Regions from separate parts of the Mus musculus genome. Here all the other regions are linked to region 1. Evidence: chromatin contacts called from public ChIA-PET, Micro-C and promoter capture Hi-C data. All regions are on one chromosome and are shown on one strand. Each heading gives the region's core, a stretch centred on a gene start, on an enhancer-like site or on the middle of the called end of the contact. The rest is flanking DNA. Distances are from core to core; before and after follow the strand shown. Region 1 holds the start of Kmt2a (lysine (K)-specific methyltransferase 2A). Region 2 holds the start of Phldb1 (pleckstrin homology like domain, family B, member 1). Region 3 overlaps Phldb1 (pleckstrin homology like domain, family B, member 1). Region 4 overlaps Phldb1 (pleckstrin homology like domain, family B, member 1). Region 5 holds the start of BC049987 (cDNA sequence BC049987).

The links. Promoter capture Hi-C pulls out the DNA fragments that hold promoters and counts their contacts. Hi-C and Micro-C count contacts between places; a contact is called where the count stands out from the background. ChIA-PET counts read pairs in DNA pulled down with a chosen protein or histone mark.
Region 2: a contact with region 1 is called in a Micro-C map of embryonic stem cells, with 2.1 times the contacts expected there. The contact joins the promoter of Phldb1 here to the promoter of Kmt2a in region 1. A contact is called at or near these places in 5 of 484 Hi-C or Micro-C datasets (embryonic stem cells, muscle stem cells and olfactory sensory neurons), 4 of 115 datasets of contacts at active chromatin or transcription factors (embryonic stem cells and extraembryonic endoderm stem cells) and 4 of 9 other capture datasets (adipose tissue, embryonic stem cells, liver and 1 more).
Region 3: a contact with region 1 is called in an RNA polymerase II ChIA-PET map of effector CD8 T cells, with 16 read pairs. The contact joins the enhancer-like site here to the promoter of Kmt2a in region 1. A contact is called at or near these places in 1 of 39 promoter capture datasets (embryonic stem cells), 3 of 484 Hi-C or Micro-C datasets (B cells and embryonic stem cells), 1 of 115 datasets of contacts at active chromatin or transcription factors (effector CD8 T cells) and 3 of 9 other capture datasets (adipose tissue, liver and pancreatic islet).
Region 4: a contact with region 1 is called in a promoter capture Hi-C map of hematopoietic stem and progenitor cells, with 2.0 times the contacts expected there. The contact joins the enhancer-like site here to the promoter of Kmt2a in region 1. A contact is called at or near these places in 1 of 39 promoter capture datasets (hematopoietic stem and progenitor cells), 2 of 484 Hi-C or Micro-C datasets (both in embryonic stem cells), 2 of 115 datasets of contacts at active chromatin or transcription factors (effector CD8 T cells and extraembryonic endoderm stem cells) and 3 of 9 other capture datasets (adipose tissue, liver and pancreatic islet).
Region 5: a contact with region 1 is called in a promoter capture Hi-C map of embryonic stem cells, with 2.8 times the contacts expected there. The contact joins the promoter of BC049987 here to the promoter of Kmt2a in region 1. A contact is called at or near these places in 4 of 39 promoter capture datasets (the C10 cell line, embryonic stem cells and liver), 1 of 484 Hi-C or Micro-C datasets (B cells) and 3 of 9 other capture datasets (adipose tissue, liver and pancreatic islet).

Annotation. Positions count from the first base shown.
Region 1 is chr9:44,879,949-44,882,648 of GRCm38.p6, reverse strand. It overlaps Kmt2a (lysine (K)-specific methyltransferase 2A), which reads left to right and starts at 1,360. Exons shown (of 36, transcript NM_001357549.2): 1 at 1,360-1,800. The coding sequence starts at 1,375. Gm39326 (a long non-coding RNA gene) reads right to left here. Exons shown (of 4, transcript XR_870694.3): 2 at 1-2,700.
Region 2 is chr9:44,733,836-44,736,535 of GRCm38.p6, reverse strand. Phldb1 (pleckstrin homology like domain, family B, member 1) reads left to right here and starts at 1,338. Exons shown (of 22, transcript NM_153537.4): 1 at 1,338-1,411.
Region 3 is chr9:44,690,278-44,693,229 of GRCm38.p6, reverse strand. All of the region lies in intron 20 of Phldb1 (pleckstrin homology like domain, family B, member 1), which reads left to right. Among named protein-coding and RNA genes, the nearest start is that of Treh, 19 kb to the right of the region's middle. Within about 2 kb of position 1,434, at least 134 of the 459 cell types and tissues checked have an H3K27ac peak or open chromatin away from gene starts, as enhancers often do. A contact at or near this core is called in adipose tissue, effector CD8 T cells and liver, where this site is marked.
Region 4 is chr9:44,708,495-44,711,283 of GRCm38.p6, reverse strand. It overlaps Phldb1 (pleckstrin homology like domain, family B, member 1), which reads left to right. Exons shown (of 22, transcript NM_153537.4): 8 at 1-136; 9 at 224-361. Among named protein-coding and RNA genes, the nearest start is that of Phldb1, 25 kb to the left of the region's middle. Within about 2 kb of position 1,518, at least 126 of the 459 cell types and tissues checked have an H3K27ac peak or open chromatin away from gene starts, as enhancers often do. A contact at or near this core is called in adipose tissue, embryonic stem cells, hematopoietic stem and progenitor cells and 2 more, where this site is marked.
Region 5 is chr9:44,670,776-44,673,826 of GRCm38.p6, reverse strand. BC049987 (cDNA sequence BC049987) reads left to right here and starts at 1,567. Exons shown (of 2, transcript NR_165440.1): 1 at 1,567-1,685; 2 at 2,554-3,051. Treh (trehalase (brush-border membrane glycoprotein)) reads right to left here and starts at 594. Exons shown (of 15, transcript NM_021481.3): 1 at 487-594. The coding sequence starts at 566.

The sequences.
Region 1 (2,700 bases), core at 111-2,610:
GGGGTTGGGGGAGATGGAGGCTGCTCCGGGTCTGCAGGCAGTGTATCGATCCCTAAGCCTCAGCCAAGGCAAATTCTTCGGGCAGCAATCTCTCCCTCCCTCCTTGGCTTTTCCATCCCCGCAGGCTTCTAACGCCTCGCTGGAGGCGCCGTCTCCCATTTCCTGCAATAAAGTAAATCCCGTGGATATTCACCCCACCATCAACCCCCGGCACTGCCCTACCCCTCTTCCCTCCCTCTCGGCTTGCTAACCCTGTGTATCATAATGCCCTACGCCGGGCTTCAAACCCCCCCCCTCCCAATCATGAGAAATGTGCTGGCGAGCCCCCTCCCTCCGTGTGCATACATTAGGGTCTGCTTTGCATGCAGCGGCAGGCTGGAAGCGGAGGAAGAAGGGGCGGGGCGCCTTTGCCCGCCTCTTCCCTCCAGGCCCTGTCCGTTAGCCACCCAGTTTCAGCTCCGTTGTAACGCCAGGTCGTTTGCGGAGCGCACGCTGTGGCTCCAACGCCTGGACTGGGAAAACACACCCCAACTCCGGAGAAGGGCACGGAAACCAGAAGCCCCTCACCTCCCTCCAGCGCACAGTGGAGCGAGGAGGTGGCAGAGGCCGACCACACGGTTGTGTGGATTTTGGAAAGAGCTCCAAGCGTGAAGATGGGAGGGGCTCCTCTTTTATTGGATTTTATTTTTTTAAGGCGCGTTCGCCGAGAGCCTTGCCATTTTGCATAGAATCAATTGGGCGACGCTTGGGTTTTGCATGGAGTACAATGGAGCTTTCTGGATTCTAGAAGCGTTCCATAAGGGCTAAGCCCGCCGCTCTCCAAAGCGGCGGAGAAGGCTCGCTCCTCCGGGGACCCAGCAGCCGCGCCGCACTGGAAGCGGTTCTCCTGGGCCGCTCAAGTCCCTGCGCGTCCCGGGAACGTGTGTAATCGGCTTCTCGGCTCTCTCGGCTGCGGGCCACCCGCTCCCTCCGCCTCCATCCTCCCGCCGCCCTCGCCCCCTCCCCCCTCTCCCCGGAACCCGCCTCCGCTCCGGGCTCCAGGGCTTCCTTCCCCCCCTCATCTTCCCTGGCGCTGCCGCTCCCGGAGGGCGGGGCATGCACTTATCCAGGTTGCCGGGCGGGAGGAGCCGGGCCCGGGGCTCGGCATAGAGCAGCGGCCTCCGGGCGGCGGAGGCGGAGGCCAGAGGCTCATATGCAGATTGCAGGGCAGGCGGGCGCCACCCGGCGCTCGGCATAGCGGGCCGCGGGGTACGGCCATCTGGGCGGCGCCAGGCGGGTTAGGCAGGTTCCGGGGCCCGCCGCTCCCCCCCCTCCGCCTCCCCGCCCCCCTGTGTTGTCGCCTCTCCCTCTCGCTGCTTCACTTACGGGGCGAACATGGCGCACAGCTGTCGGTGGCGCTTCCCCGCCCGACCCGGGACCACCGGGGGCGGCGGCGGCGGGGGGCGCCGGGGCCTAGGGGGCGCCCCGCGGCAACGCGTCCCGGCCTTGCTGCTTCCCCCCGGGCCCCAGGCCGGCGGTGGCGGCCCCGGGGCGCCCCCCTCCCCCCCGGCGGTGGCGGCGGCGGCGGCGGGAAGCAGCGGGGCTGGGGTTCCAGGGGGAGCGGCCGCCGCCTCAGCAGCCTCTTCGTCGTCCGCCTCGTCTTCGTCTTCGTCATCGTCCTCAGCCTCCTCAGGGCCGGCCCTGCTCCGGGTGGGCCCGGGCTTCGACGCGGCGCTGCAGGTCTCGGCCGCCATCGGCACCAACCTGCGCCGGTTCCGGGCAGTGTTTGGGGAGAGCGGCGGGGGAGGCGGCAGCGGAGAGGTAAGGGGGCGAGGAACCCCAAGGTCCGGGGTCTCGACCCTCTGAAGAACCCCTCCCCTCCCCCATGCAGGTCTGAGGAGCATCCCAATTCTGGAAACATCCTGGGGTCCCTAACGTGGGGCAAATGGCCCTCCCATCTCAGGACCCCCGTTATGGGCTGCAGACCCCCAGGCGCCCTTACCCGAGGGCTCAGACCCTTCTAGTTGAGGGCCTTTAGCCCCCGTCCCGCCTTCTTCCCCTGGACCCTTCCCCAAATCCCTTGGCACAGACCCCCTTGCGGGGGTTTCCCATCCCGGGACTGAACCCCTCCTCCCTTTCACAGATTACCTCATCCGAGCCAGATTCCTCCCTCCCTCTGCCAGAGACCTGATCCCGCCACATCTCCGCCTCCTTCCCTGGGCAGATGTGTTACTCCTAGGGCAGTCTTCCCCCTTGGACATCTCTCGGGTGGTGGCTTCATCCAGAGCCAGGTTCTTATCCTGGCCCTTGGGAAATCCAGGTCCCTTCCTGCACCTTGCTTCTGAAAACCTGACCAACCCTCCCTCCCTCCCCAGCCAGGTCTTCACCTTGCCAGTCACTCCCCCTTGTCTCACCTCTACCACCAGCCCACTCCCACCTCCTGCACACCAGGCCTCCTCGTTCCGCCCTACCCCTCGGGGAAAGCTTTCTCTCTACCTTGTCGTTCTCATCTCTCCTGCGAAGATAACAGTGCTCTCCCCAGCGTTGTCTCTTTCCTCATCTTCCAGGGCTACGTTTCCTAGGCTGCTGGTGTCAGGGATTTACCTCCAACTCCACCCCTTTCCCTCCTTTAGAGGAAGGACCAGAGGTGTGTTCGAGGGAAAATGGTCCAGTGTTCCCCTAGGCTTGGAGCAGAGCTACTTTCTAGCATTCTCCTTGAGA
Region 2 (2,700 bases), core at 89-2,588, 150 kb after region 1:
TCTCAGGTTTAATCGCCAGCTGTGGATGCCCCCTACTAATGCTAGTTCTGTCAATGAGTGACCAAATTCCTGCAGTTCAGTCTCCTGCCATTCCTGAGAGAGAGAGAGAGAGAGAGAGAGAGAGAGAGAGAGAGAGAACACAGAACAAAAGCCACTGGAACAGAACTGGGTTTGTCCATTCCAAAGAGGACTTTCATTTTAAATTTTCTCCAACCCATCCCATCTGGACCTTAAGCCAGACTTGGGGGCTTCCTGCTTGTTCCTTCACTGAGGAAAAGCCTCTGCCAATCCTTTAGTGCAGGTTAAAGAGGCCCAGTCTAGTCTGAGTTCAGCTCCCATGAGGCCTCCCAGCCGTCTCCTGGGGCAAGAGCAGGCTTTGCAAGGTGCGGCTACACTGTCAGCTTGGATTTCGGGGTGCGGGTTGGACTGCTGAATGACTTCGCCAGGCTGGGCTTATAGACTGCCCCCCTCCCTCTTTTCTTCCTCAAACTCCCACTCTTCAGCCAACCTGGTGTCTTTCTACCCTGCCTCCAGCTCCAGCTGCAACCCAACAATTCTTTAGTGGAGGTGAATGGACAGAGGCAAAAAGGCCGGCTCCATTCAGCTTTCCTGGGTCCTGTGGTTTGCACCACACTTTTTTGTTTGTTTTTGTTTTTTGAGACAGGGTTTCTCTTGTGTAGCCCTGGCTGTCCTTGAACTCATTCTGAGACCAGTCTGGTCTCGAACTCACAGAGATCCACCTGCCTCTGCCTCCCGAGTGCTGGGAAAAAGACCACCATCATTTGGCTTACAGCACACTTTCAACGGACCTTGCCTTCACGTTCATTTCTGAAGCATGGTGTGCAATTATTAAATCGACAACTCTCTATGGTGGGGCTTGGAACAGCAAAGGGTAGGGGCTGACCTGGGTGCCCTCAGTTGATGTTCTGAAAGGAAATTGAGCATCTGTGGTAGGGCTGCGCTAGGACTCATGGGGAGTCAGGGGACGATTCAGGCATCTTGGGTAGGCGGAGGTAAATAAAGAAGTGCTTCGAGGCCCAGAGTGGAGGGTGGTCTAGGAGGGTCGGAAGGGGAGGGTGAGAGGAGAGTTTGCACGGTGGTGGCCCTGGTGGTGGTGGTGGAAAGCCCAGCTGTACAGATGAACAAAGCGGGCGCTGTGCAAGCGGGGGAGGTGCTGCTGTGGGAAAAGCTGGGTGGGGGCCTTGGGCTCCAGCACCACAAGGGCGTCTTCTCTAGCTGGCCAGGCGGACAGGACGGGATGGGGGCGGGGACTCAGGGAAGCGGGGCGGGACAGTCTCCCTCTCCTCCTACTCAGCTGGCTCCAGGGGAAAAGCAACAGAGTCTTCGCCAGCCTGAGGCCGCCGCGGCCCACTTGGGCAAAGGGGCCGGTGTCCCCCCAACTCCCCACAAGGTAAGCGTGCCCCTCCCACTATGCCTCGGGGTTCCATTCGCCGTCTGGCTGAGTCTACAGAAGGGAAAGTCCCCGGGACCAGACGAGACCAGTCTGGCCCAGCGAACTGGGTAGAAAGGTGCGGAAAAAGGGGGCCATGCCAGGTGAGTGCGTTGGCGGAAGGGGCTTTGTGGGCCGCCCTCGGCGAACTGCTTGCTCTTGCCCTCCTGAGTCGTTGCCAGCGCCACCGCCAGAGGGGGCCCTGGTATTAAGTGGAGGAATTCCCCCCCCCCAAGTCTTGCGGGATCTAGATCCTCCTGTGGGCACCCCGATGGCCAGTATCCCACACTTGCAGTCTCGGGTTGGGTACGCGCGCGGGACCTTGTCTACAGCATCGCACATGGTTCCTCTCCACATCAGCAGGACCACAGGAAGGGGGATCCCCTAGGCGTCTCCGCTCTTGTCCTCGTTCCAGCTGCCTGGATGGACTCAAAAAGATGTGGAGTTCAACTCTGAGGCGTGGGAGGGAGTCAGGGAGGGATCCTGGGGTTTCCATGTCTAGGGTCTCCTGGGCACTTTTCCAGGACCCCCGTTATCTATGAGGGTCCCCGGCGACCTGGGATGACTGAGCCGTTGGCTCCCGCTCCGCCTCCGCGGTCTGGATCCAAAAACAGCGCGGAGTTCCCCAGCCGAGGTCGAGCGCCGTCATCGGACTCCCCCGGGATGGGGAAGCGAGGGTAGGCGGCTGGGTGGGGTCGTGGGGCGCGGGGTTGCCCTGGCGCCGCGGACGCTTCCGCCCAGGCCAGCGCAGCGGGGATTTGGCTCGCGACTGCGCGGCCCGGCGGGGGACCCAGTGAGCCGGGGTGGGGCTGCATTCTGGGCCCGTTAGCTCAGCGGTCCCGGAGGCTCCCGGAGACTGACTCATCGCACTTCGGGCTCACTCCACAGCGGTCACACAAACAGAACTGGCCACTAACACGGGCGTCCGCACAGCTCCCACGCACAGCATCCCACGCCTCACCTCCGCGCACCCGCAAGACACGTCACACCGACAGTCCAGTGTCACCCCACGGGTGCACACGTGAATCCTCACATGGGCCTCGACTTCACACACTTAGTCCGCTTCACACCACGCACTCCACGCGCTGGGAAGGGTCGCCCGGGAAGACTGCTCCACTCACGCAACCTCCCCGCACGCACGCACCTCCCTCCACATGCCAGCCCCCTTCCTGCAGCTGCGAGGCCGCCCCCTTTCCCTGCTGTGCAAACAAGCGACTTTTTCTCTCTCTGCCCTGCTGAAGAAAGGCCGC
Region 3 (2,952 bases), core at 185-2,684, 190 kb after region 1:
CACATTTGCCTACCAGTCACTCAGCCCCGCCACCTGCAAAGCTGGGGAAAACAGCCCTACCTACCAAGAGCCTGGAAAGGGGAGGGCTTCCAGGTCATGAATGCCCAGGCCCAGGGCCTTGCTTGCACCTCTTGACTTTCTGCCCTTTTAAGAAGCCTTCCCCAGCCGGGTGTGGTGGTGCATGCCTTTAATCCCAGCACTTGGGAGGCAGAGGCAGGTGGATTTCTGTAAGTTTGAGGCCAGCCTGGTCTACAGAGTGAGTTCCAGGACAGCCAGGACTACACAGAGAAACCCTGTCTCAAAAAAAAAAAAAAAAAAAAAGGAGAAGCCTTCCCCAGTCGACATGGGTCCTGGATGTGGAGAGACACAAGCCTGAGTGTAGCTAGAGGGACGTTGTCAGCCTGAGAAGCAGAGCCACTTCAGACACACTGGGGCTGAGATGCGTCTAGCTAGGTCCAGGGAAAAGGTTAGGCTGGGAGGCAGACCCTAGTTGAAAGTCTTGGCGTAATAATTATAGGAAATTCAGGGCCTGTCCATCAGACACTTGAACGGTTGGTACTCTGGATGCATCGGCTCATCTAATTTTTGCCAAAAGCGCTATATTGACACCTCCGTTACGTATAACGAGTTTAACAGGGCTCAGAAAGCCTTTGCCCACAGTCTCTCAGCAAGGACAAGGCCGAGGAGAGGGGAGGAGCAGCCACGAGTGGAGAAGAGGCAGGATAGAAAGCAGCAGAGGCAGAAAAGGAAGCAGGAAGCTGGCTCTGACTGTGCGCCAGGTGCTGGGCTGGCGCTTGGCAAAGGCAATCTTGGTTCATGCCTGTGAAACAAAGGAGACCACGTTTAGACGAGGAGCGGAAACAGAAGGAAGCCAGCCAAGGGAACAGACATTTGTAAGCCCAAGGTGTCACCAGCCATGATAGATACCACCAGAGGGTCAAGCAGGATGTGGCCCAAAGGCCATTTGACTCCGGGTCTGAGATTTGTGGAGAGAAGGGTTTCCACCATGCAAGCAGGCAGAAGTCAGATTGCACAAGACCAAGGATAGGTGGGCGGGACAGAGTGTACGAAGGTTGCTGTTTCCCTGTTACTATTTCCAGGGAAAGAAGAAGGGGGGCAGAGCACAATACCACTGGAGGATGGCCAGGAGGAAATGCTGAGATGGGTTTAGGGCTACACCAGGACCTGGGTGTGGCTTGCCGGTTGGACCCGCGCCCTCCTCCTTCCTACAACAGGAAAGCACATTAGATTAGCGTGGGTAAACCCCTCCAGGCGCTCACCTTACCTGGAACCGTTCCCACCCTCCTCAGCACTCCGGCAGTCATCCCTGCCTTGCTGTGTGACATCAGCCCGGAGTGTAATGCTGTAGTGACAGATGCCGAGTTCCGTGCCAGACTATGCTGGGTGCTCTGAATGGGCTCTTGCTTTTCACACCTCTTCCTTCCCTCAGATGTGGCAGAGTACTCCTGAGCTCCAAGCCACGCTGGCAAGCAACTAGGCTGTGTGCCTGTACCTCCTCGCCACGTTGTAACTTCCTAGCACAAGAGCCTAGGATCCCTTTGCAGGTGTCAGTTCCTAGGACTCAGTCATCCTGCCACGAGCAAGCGAGCGCCTGTTCTGTGCCTGGCACATAGCTGTTGCCGTTGGAGGAGGATATAGGTGTGGATGACAGAGGTTCACATTGAGTGTTGCAAGCTCTGTGCTGAGAATCTGTGGTGTCTGTTGCAGTGGCCCGCAGTGGATCTTGGTTAGGAGTTTGTGGACAGGAGGGAGATGGCCCTGGGGTGTGAAGAGCTGGGTTGCTAAGGGGACAGTGAGAATCTCAAGAGACTCCACCTAATTCAGTGTGGGGGAGGCTGCGAGGCAAGGATGTGTTGGCGGCAGTGTGAGCCAGGCACACACAGGCAGCTGGTTCCCCAAAGAGGAACCATCAGAGAAGGTTTTAAAACCCATTCCTCAACACCAGGTCAGGTGAGAGGCAGGGCTAGAGGCTAGGACAGGACCTTCAGGAGGCCGGAGGGAGGAGGGAACTGGGCCTGAAGTAACCCGGAGTGTGGGGAGTGGAGAGGGACCCATGAGAGGAGCTTACTGGTAGCTGTCACTTCTGAATTCAGTGGTTAGTATCATCCTCTCCTGGAGCTGGTGGCTGAGGGTGGCAGTTGTACCATGTGATCGGTGTTTGTAGTGGCCTGTTTCCCTTCCTCCACACCCAGTGTTCACCTCTGCTCTGACGGCTCCCCTCCCCCTCCCTCTCCCCCTCCCATTCCCTTCCCCTCCTCCCTGACCTTGAATGTTGTGTGCAATGTATATGCTCTATGCTGTTCACATGAAGGGAGTAGAATGGCCTAAAGAGCCCAGTAGGAATCAGTGTACGGCAGTTCTTCTTAGCCCCGCCCCTCAGAGGTGGGGCAAACCCCGCCCACCACGGAGCTAGCACTACATGCATCCCCAGCTCTGTGGCTGCTTCCTTCTGTGTTTTGTTTAGTTTGGTTTTTCGTTTTGTTTTAGGTTTTCCTTTTTGAGACAGACTTTCACATAGCCCAGGTTGGCCTTGAATTTGCTATGGTAATGGTAACCCGTGAACTGCTGATCTTCCTGCCTCTACTTCCCAAGTTCTGAAATTGTGTGTGTGTGTGTGTGTGTGTGTGTGTGTGTGTGTGTGTGTGTGTGCACGCACCCGTCTGGTTCTCGAGTTGTCTGAAGTGGGAGCTCTTCAACGCTGAGCAGCCCCAAGCCCTACCATGCCGGGGTTGTGTGATGTTAGGAGCCCAGGGCTTCATGTGTGCTAGGCAAGCAAGCAGCCAACTGAGTTTTACTCCTGCCTTCCTTATTTTCTTGAATAACACGAGATTCATATCTGTATAGTTCAAAATCAAAACATAAAAAGTTTACTTTGAGAAATAAGTCACCACCAAGCACAGGTAACATAAATTTTGTTTTGTTTTGTTTGGT
Region 4 (2,789 bases), core at 269-2,768, 170 kb after region 1:
AGACGCTCCTGGCGCGAAGCACCAAGGCGAGGTGCTGGCTGTGGAAGAGGAGCGGGCTCAGGTTCTGGGGCGAGTAGAACAGCTGAAGATCCGAGTGAAGGAGCTGGAACAGCAGCTGCAGGAGGCAGCCCGAGAGGTGACCTGGCCGGGAGGTGTGCAGGCCCTGGGATGGGGCCTCACCCTTGGGTCCCAGCCTTGACAGAATGCTGATACCCTTGTCTAGGCCGAGATGGAGAGAGCACTGCTGCAGGGGGAGCGGGAGGCAGAGCGAGCCTCGCTGCAGAAGGAACAAAGGGCGGTGGACCAGCTGCAGGAGAAGTTGGTGGCCTTGGAGACAGGCATCCAGAAGGACAGGGACAAGGTAACCCATACCTGACTACCAGTGGCCCAGAAGGAAGGCAGTATCCCTTCCCTGGCGATGCACATCCCTCAGCATCCGTCCTGCAATCCGAGTGGTCTCTGTAGCCCTCTAGGGACAGGGGCCCTTGTACTCTGTGGAAGATACAAGCTTGGATGGTACTGCCGGGGGCTGGTCTGGTGTTTGGGGGTCTAGATCTCTGTGCTGCCTCTGGTTGCCTGGGTGCCTGCCGTTCTGGAACCTGTGTGGTCCTTCTAGGAAGTGCCAAAGCCCTTTCTTGGGCACTGAGCACAGCCTGAAGGACTGGTGCTGCTGGGATGGGGGGCATGACTCGGGTTTGGAGCCCACCATGAGGAGAAAGCTCCCTCCAGCATGCCTCAGGTGCTTAGGATGTGGTCTTTGGGAGATGGCCCACAGGCCTCTGTTTCCTATCATCAGGATCTGCAGCCTCCCATCCCAGATGGTCCCAGCCCTGCCCCTGACCCTTTCAGATTGAGTGCCAGTCTTCAGGGGCTGCTCCATCCCACGGGGGTTGTGCCAGCCATGTCCAAGATGCCCAACGGCGTGCCAAAAGCTCTGAAGTGGAGAGGGTTCATCTATTTCTGGATTTGACAGTATTTTTCTAAGAGGTTTAATTTTTCCTTCTGGATTATTTTTGAGACTTATCTTCCTCTTGCTCTCAATTTTGAGGATCTTAAAAATTCGTTGCTGCCCCCTTTTTATAAATGGAGCTTTGGCTCTGGCCCCCAAAACCACACTCCCAGATTCTGTGCCAGATTAACCCTATGCTTGCCGACCAGGCCTGCACTAACGCCCCCTCTAATCACTGTCCTGGGCTCTTCGCATGCCCCTAACTGCCAGGCCGCCCAGGCAGGGCTGACTTAGGCCAGCTTTACTAACTCCATGGGTACCTTTGTGCCCTTGGCCTCTCCCCTCTAATGTTGCCTTCTTTTCTTGGTGTGGGTCCCCATTATCAGAAGGGAACTGGCAGAAAGGCACAGCTAAATTTTGCTTAGTGGAACACTGACAGGAGGAGTATAAGAGTGTGTGTGTGTGTGTGTGTGTGTGTGTTTTGCGGGGAGATGTGCATGACCAAGGAGATGTTCTGCCCAAACAGCGCCTCCTACTGGAAAGGTCTGGGCTTTGCCTCCATAATGTTGCCTGTTTACTGAAGGGCAGGGATTGGAGGTGCAGTGAACTGTTTGTCCCTTCTGCTTAGCCCTCCAGAGCTGAGTAATAAGGAGGTCAGATGTGGGCACAGTCTTGGAGAGCTTGAAGAGGCCCTTTCTGAGTGGCTGGCTACCCATTCTTGCTTCCCTGAATTCAGATGTTCCTTTCCCTACCTCTACCCTGGAGGCCACCTAGAACACAGGATAATTTCAAGGCAGAAGCATCTAGACTTCAGGACTGGCTTGACCAAGGCCTTCCCTCCAGGATGGGTGGGTGAACTGGGCTGGTGCAGCACAGGGGAAAGGCATTCCACAAGCAGCTTGGCTAGCCTCACTTAGCTGAGATTGCTCCTAGGACTTTGCCTTCCCTCCGGTCCAGGTGTTTGAGGCGTGATAGTGAAGTGGTGGTGGTGGTGGTGGTGGTGGTGCTGATGCTGTTGGTGGTGTTGGGAAGGTTCTCTTGACTTTCCCGCCCAGCTTCCAGCCCATGGCCCCACTCTGGCTTTGGAATCAGTAATCACAGTGTCTCCTCTGCATGTCCTTCAGAGGGGTGACTCACCAACTCCTCCCTCGTCCCCCTTTCCGCCCTCAGAGGTGTCATCTCACCCCAGACAGAGCCATCCACCTCCTCCCTGTATCCACTCCTGGGGCTCCTATTACCATGGCAACGGGCCGAACTAATTGCAACCCTCATCCCTACTGAAGTTCAGCCTGCTTTGCTGGCACCCCACCTCCACCCTGGGCAGGAGGGGAGGGAGGCCATGGGGGTTGGGCTGGGGTCCCCTTGCTGCACTGCTGTAACTCTAACAACTTTAGCTCCACGTTTACTCCCCAGTCCTATATTTAACTCTTCCCACCATCCCCATTTTTCCCAGGGTTAAATTTTGGTCTCGGAACAGTGATAGAACTCAAGGCTTGGTACTTGCCTTCTTGCATCGGCTTTAACTTTAGTTTGAAGCGGAACCGGAAGGTCCCGTCTTAGGACCTTCCAAAACATTTCTAAAGGGACCAACATTTCCACCCTGCCCCCACACCTCTGCCTTTGTTACACCGTCCCCTGCCTGAGTCCCGTCTTAAACCTCTGTTTCTTCTCCTGCTCTCTTCCGTCTCGCTGCTTGCCCCCCAACTCCCGGTGTACTCCTGTGCTCGCCCCTGCCCCCCGCGCCGGGCCGGAGTTGAGGAGTGTGTGTTCTCTCTCCCCTGTGCCCCGCCTCCCTCCCCTCCCGCCGACCAGGAGAGGGCGGAGCTGGCCGCGGGACGGA
Region 5 (3,051 bases), core at 318-2,817, 210 kb after region 1:
ATGACAGTTCCAGACCCAGGAAGTAGAGTGACCCCCCCCCATCTTTGTATTTGCTGGTAGAAGCTGAGGCTCAGAAGAAAGGATTGACTTGCCCTGGGACACAGAAAGAGCAGCAAGGTAGGCTGAACTTATGTGTAAGTTCTTGACAGGACCTAGACTCCCCTCACGCTAAGCTAGGCAAGCTTTGCTAGAACAGTGAAGAGAACAGCCCTGCTTGGTCCAAGGAGCTGCTTGGCTGGTGAGCTCTGGTCAGCAGCACGGAGGGCAGACATTGGTCAACAGCTCTGGAATTATACATAGGCCTGCCTCAAAGTTCCACCTCGTTCCAACACAGTGAGTTTGGTGTCAGGTTTTGGTCCTTCTACCCCTACAAGCCTGGTTTCTTCCTTCTTTATCCTCTGAGAGGCTGGTCCTCAGAGGGTAAGCTCTCATCCCAGCCTTCCACCCTTGTCTTCCCCCACACACACAGCTTCTCCACCTCCCTACCTCTCACAGGGTGGTGGCAGGGCCTCCTGGGACCTAAGTCCCAGCCCCAGCAGAAGCAGCAGGTGCAGCTCCCAGGTCATCCTGGGCACGGTGCCTAGAACGGAATGAGCAAACCCTGGCACCTCTGGCTTGCTGAACACGGCCTGCCTCACTTGCCTACCCAGGTCAGCCAAAGTCCAGGCTATGAGGTGTGGCCACCTGAGGGGGGAGATGTGTGTTTCAACTTCTTGTGGACTGCTTACCACTTCTGCCCTCCAGCTACAGTGCTCACTACCCCATCAGCCACTTTCTTCCATTTCTCAATTCTAACTGGTATTACATGCTCAGGGACTTTGCTCAGAGTTATATGGGTGGGCACCCAAGGGCCAGGGCCACAACTGAGGTCACCCAAGTATGATTTAGACACTGAGTCTGTGTGTGGCTCCCTAGTCTCTAATGCCAGAAGGGACCATTTCTTTATCACTTAAAACAGAATGGCTCAAGTCTTCTCCAAAGCTTTATCAAACTCCCTGTTATCTACAGGAGACCCTGTGAGGACACAGGACAACCTCTCGGGGATGGATCAGGAAGCCCCACCATAAGATGATGTCTGCACTGAGTCCTGAGGAATAGTCAGGAGGCCATGCCATCACATGAGACATCCAGAGACTTGGTGCAAAAGTTGTGTGACAGGCTGGAGGGACATTTTGGCACCAGTTAGTGAAGAGGTTTTGCCAAGGAGCTGGTGAAATGGCTCAGAGGTTAAGAACATTTGCTGTGAAGAGGTCAGCTCAGGAACTTTGACAAATTCCACCAGACCCCTCCCCTCCTGGAAGAGAAAGTTCATAGAGCACACAGGCACCCCATTCCTCAGACCACAGCAGGGACTAACCACTGACCACCTGCAGATAAGGGAAGCCCAGAGTACAAAGACAGACCATTGGCTGCCCCCACAGACAAGGAAAGCCCTTGCCACCCCATTCCCTAAGGACCAATCAGTTTAAAAGTCACACTGTTCTACCAATCACGTTGTGCCTAGTGGCTGTTGCTCTATTCTACCTCTGAAAGCTGTATAAAAACTGGCCAAACGGGCTGCCCAAGGTTGCTGCCTTTCCTTCAGGTGCAGGAAGACCCCAGTGTACTGGAACAATAAATTCCTCTTGCTTTTGCATCGATCCCTAGCTCCAAGTTGTTCACTGTGGCAGGGGTAGGGGTCCCAGGTAAGCTAAGGCTCGTTAGAGTCTTACATTTGGTGCATGGGCTGGGAATTCGACCTCCTGTGAGGACACACCAGAGAGCCGTGAATCAGAGGTCTCGAGCAGGTACCAAGGTTCTTTCTTGTTTGCCTTGCTGTTTGTCAAAGTCTGAGTCTGTAAGTCTGTTTGAACTTTTGGTTTGCTTGCAAGTGTCGGGGGCTTGGAGAGTTTATGGTATCTGGGGTGGTTAAGTGCAGCTGACAGACGTGCCTTAACATTGAGACTGCTGGGAATTTGGGGGATACTCCAGAGACCCTGAAGGGAACTGGGAGGGCTCCACTCCTTCTGGAAACAGCAAGACAGTATTGGCAGGAGCTGAGTCTTCCTATAATCTGGCTCCTGCTGTACTGGCAGGGACGCCTGGTTTGTCTTGGTGAGGCTGGAGCCAGCCAAGCAACTCTGCTCTGCGTCCATGGAAGGGACGAACTGTCTGTAACTGTGACCATGAAAGGGATGAACTGTGTGTTGATTGTCTTTCTCTGTGTTTGTTGGTGTTGGTTACCTCATTCTATGTTCTTGGACTTGGACTGACGACATCTTTGGACATTGGACAGACCGAATCTACCTTGTTAAACATTCTAGTTAATCACTGGAGGGAAGTTAGGAAAAGAAGAGAAGAGCAAGTTTAACTGACTCTGTTCTCAGAATGGCCCACTTTTGGAGTAAGGGGGCCACCTGTAGGGACCTTCAACTTGCAGGTGATCAAAGCAGTAGAGGAAAAAGTCTTTAGGCCAGGATCCCTGCTGCACCCAGACCAAGTGTCCTGGAAGAATCTCGTGGAGAACCCACCCCCCTTCCCCTCCCCACCGATAAAAGCCTTTCTTTCCCCAAGACCCACCTCACAGGTTCTGACTGTCGGGAAGAAAGAAGCACGGGAGGAGGGATCCGGGCCTGAGAGAAGTCAATCCTCCAAGACCCTTCGCCAGCGGATCTGTTGCTCCAAGACCCTCCTCCTCCATATCACCCTTCCCTTTCCCCCATGGCCCTGCCGGTGCTGGCTCCAGCTCTGGAATCCTCAGCCCATATAGGACCAGGGCCATTGTATCCCACTTTACCGGAGGAATGAACAGGAGGAGAACCCCAACTTCCCGGTCCTGCCATGGGGACCCAAAGTCTGAGAGCCACCTCCCCTGATACCACGGTGGCTCTCTTGCTGGGGACATATGGGCCTCTGGAAAAGGGCAATCAGGCTATGCAATATTGGCCCTTCTCTTTGGCTGACTTGTACAACTGGAAGGCCCAACCCCCCCCCCTTTCCCAAGGGGCAGATTAATGTCTTTGAGACTGTTTTATTTACTCATCAGCCCACCTAGGTGATATCCAACAACTC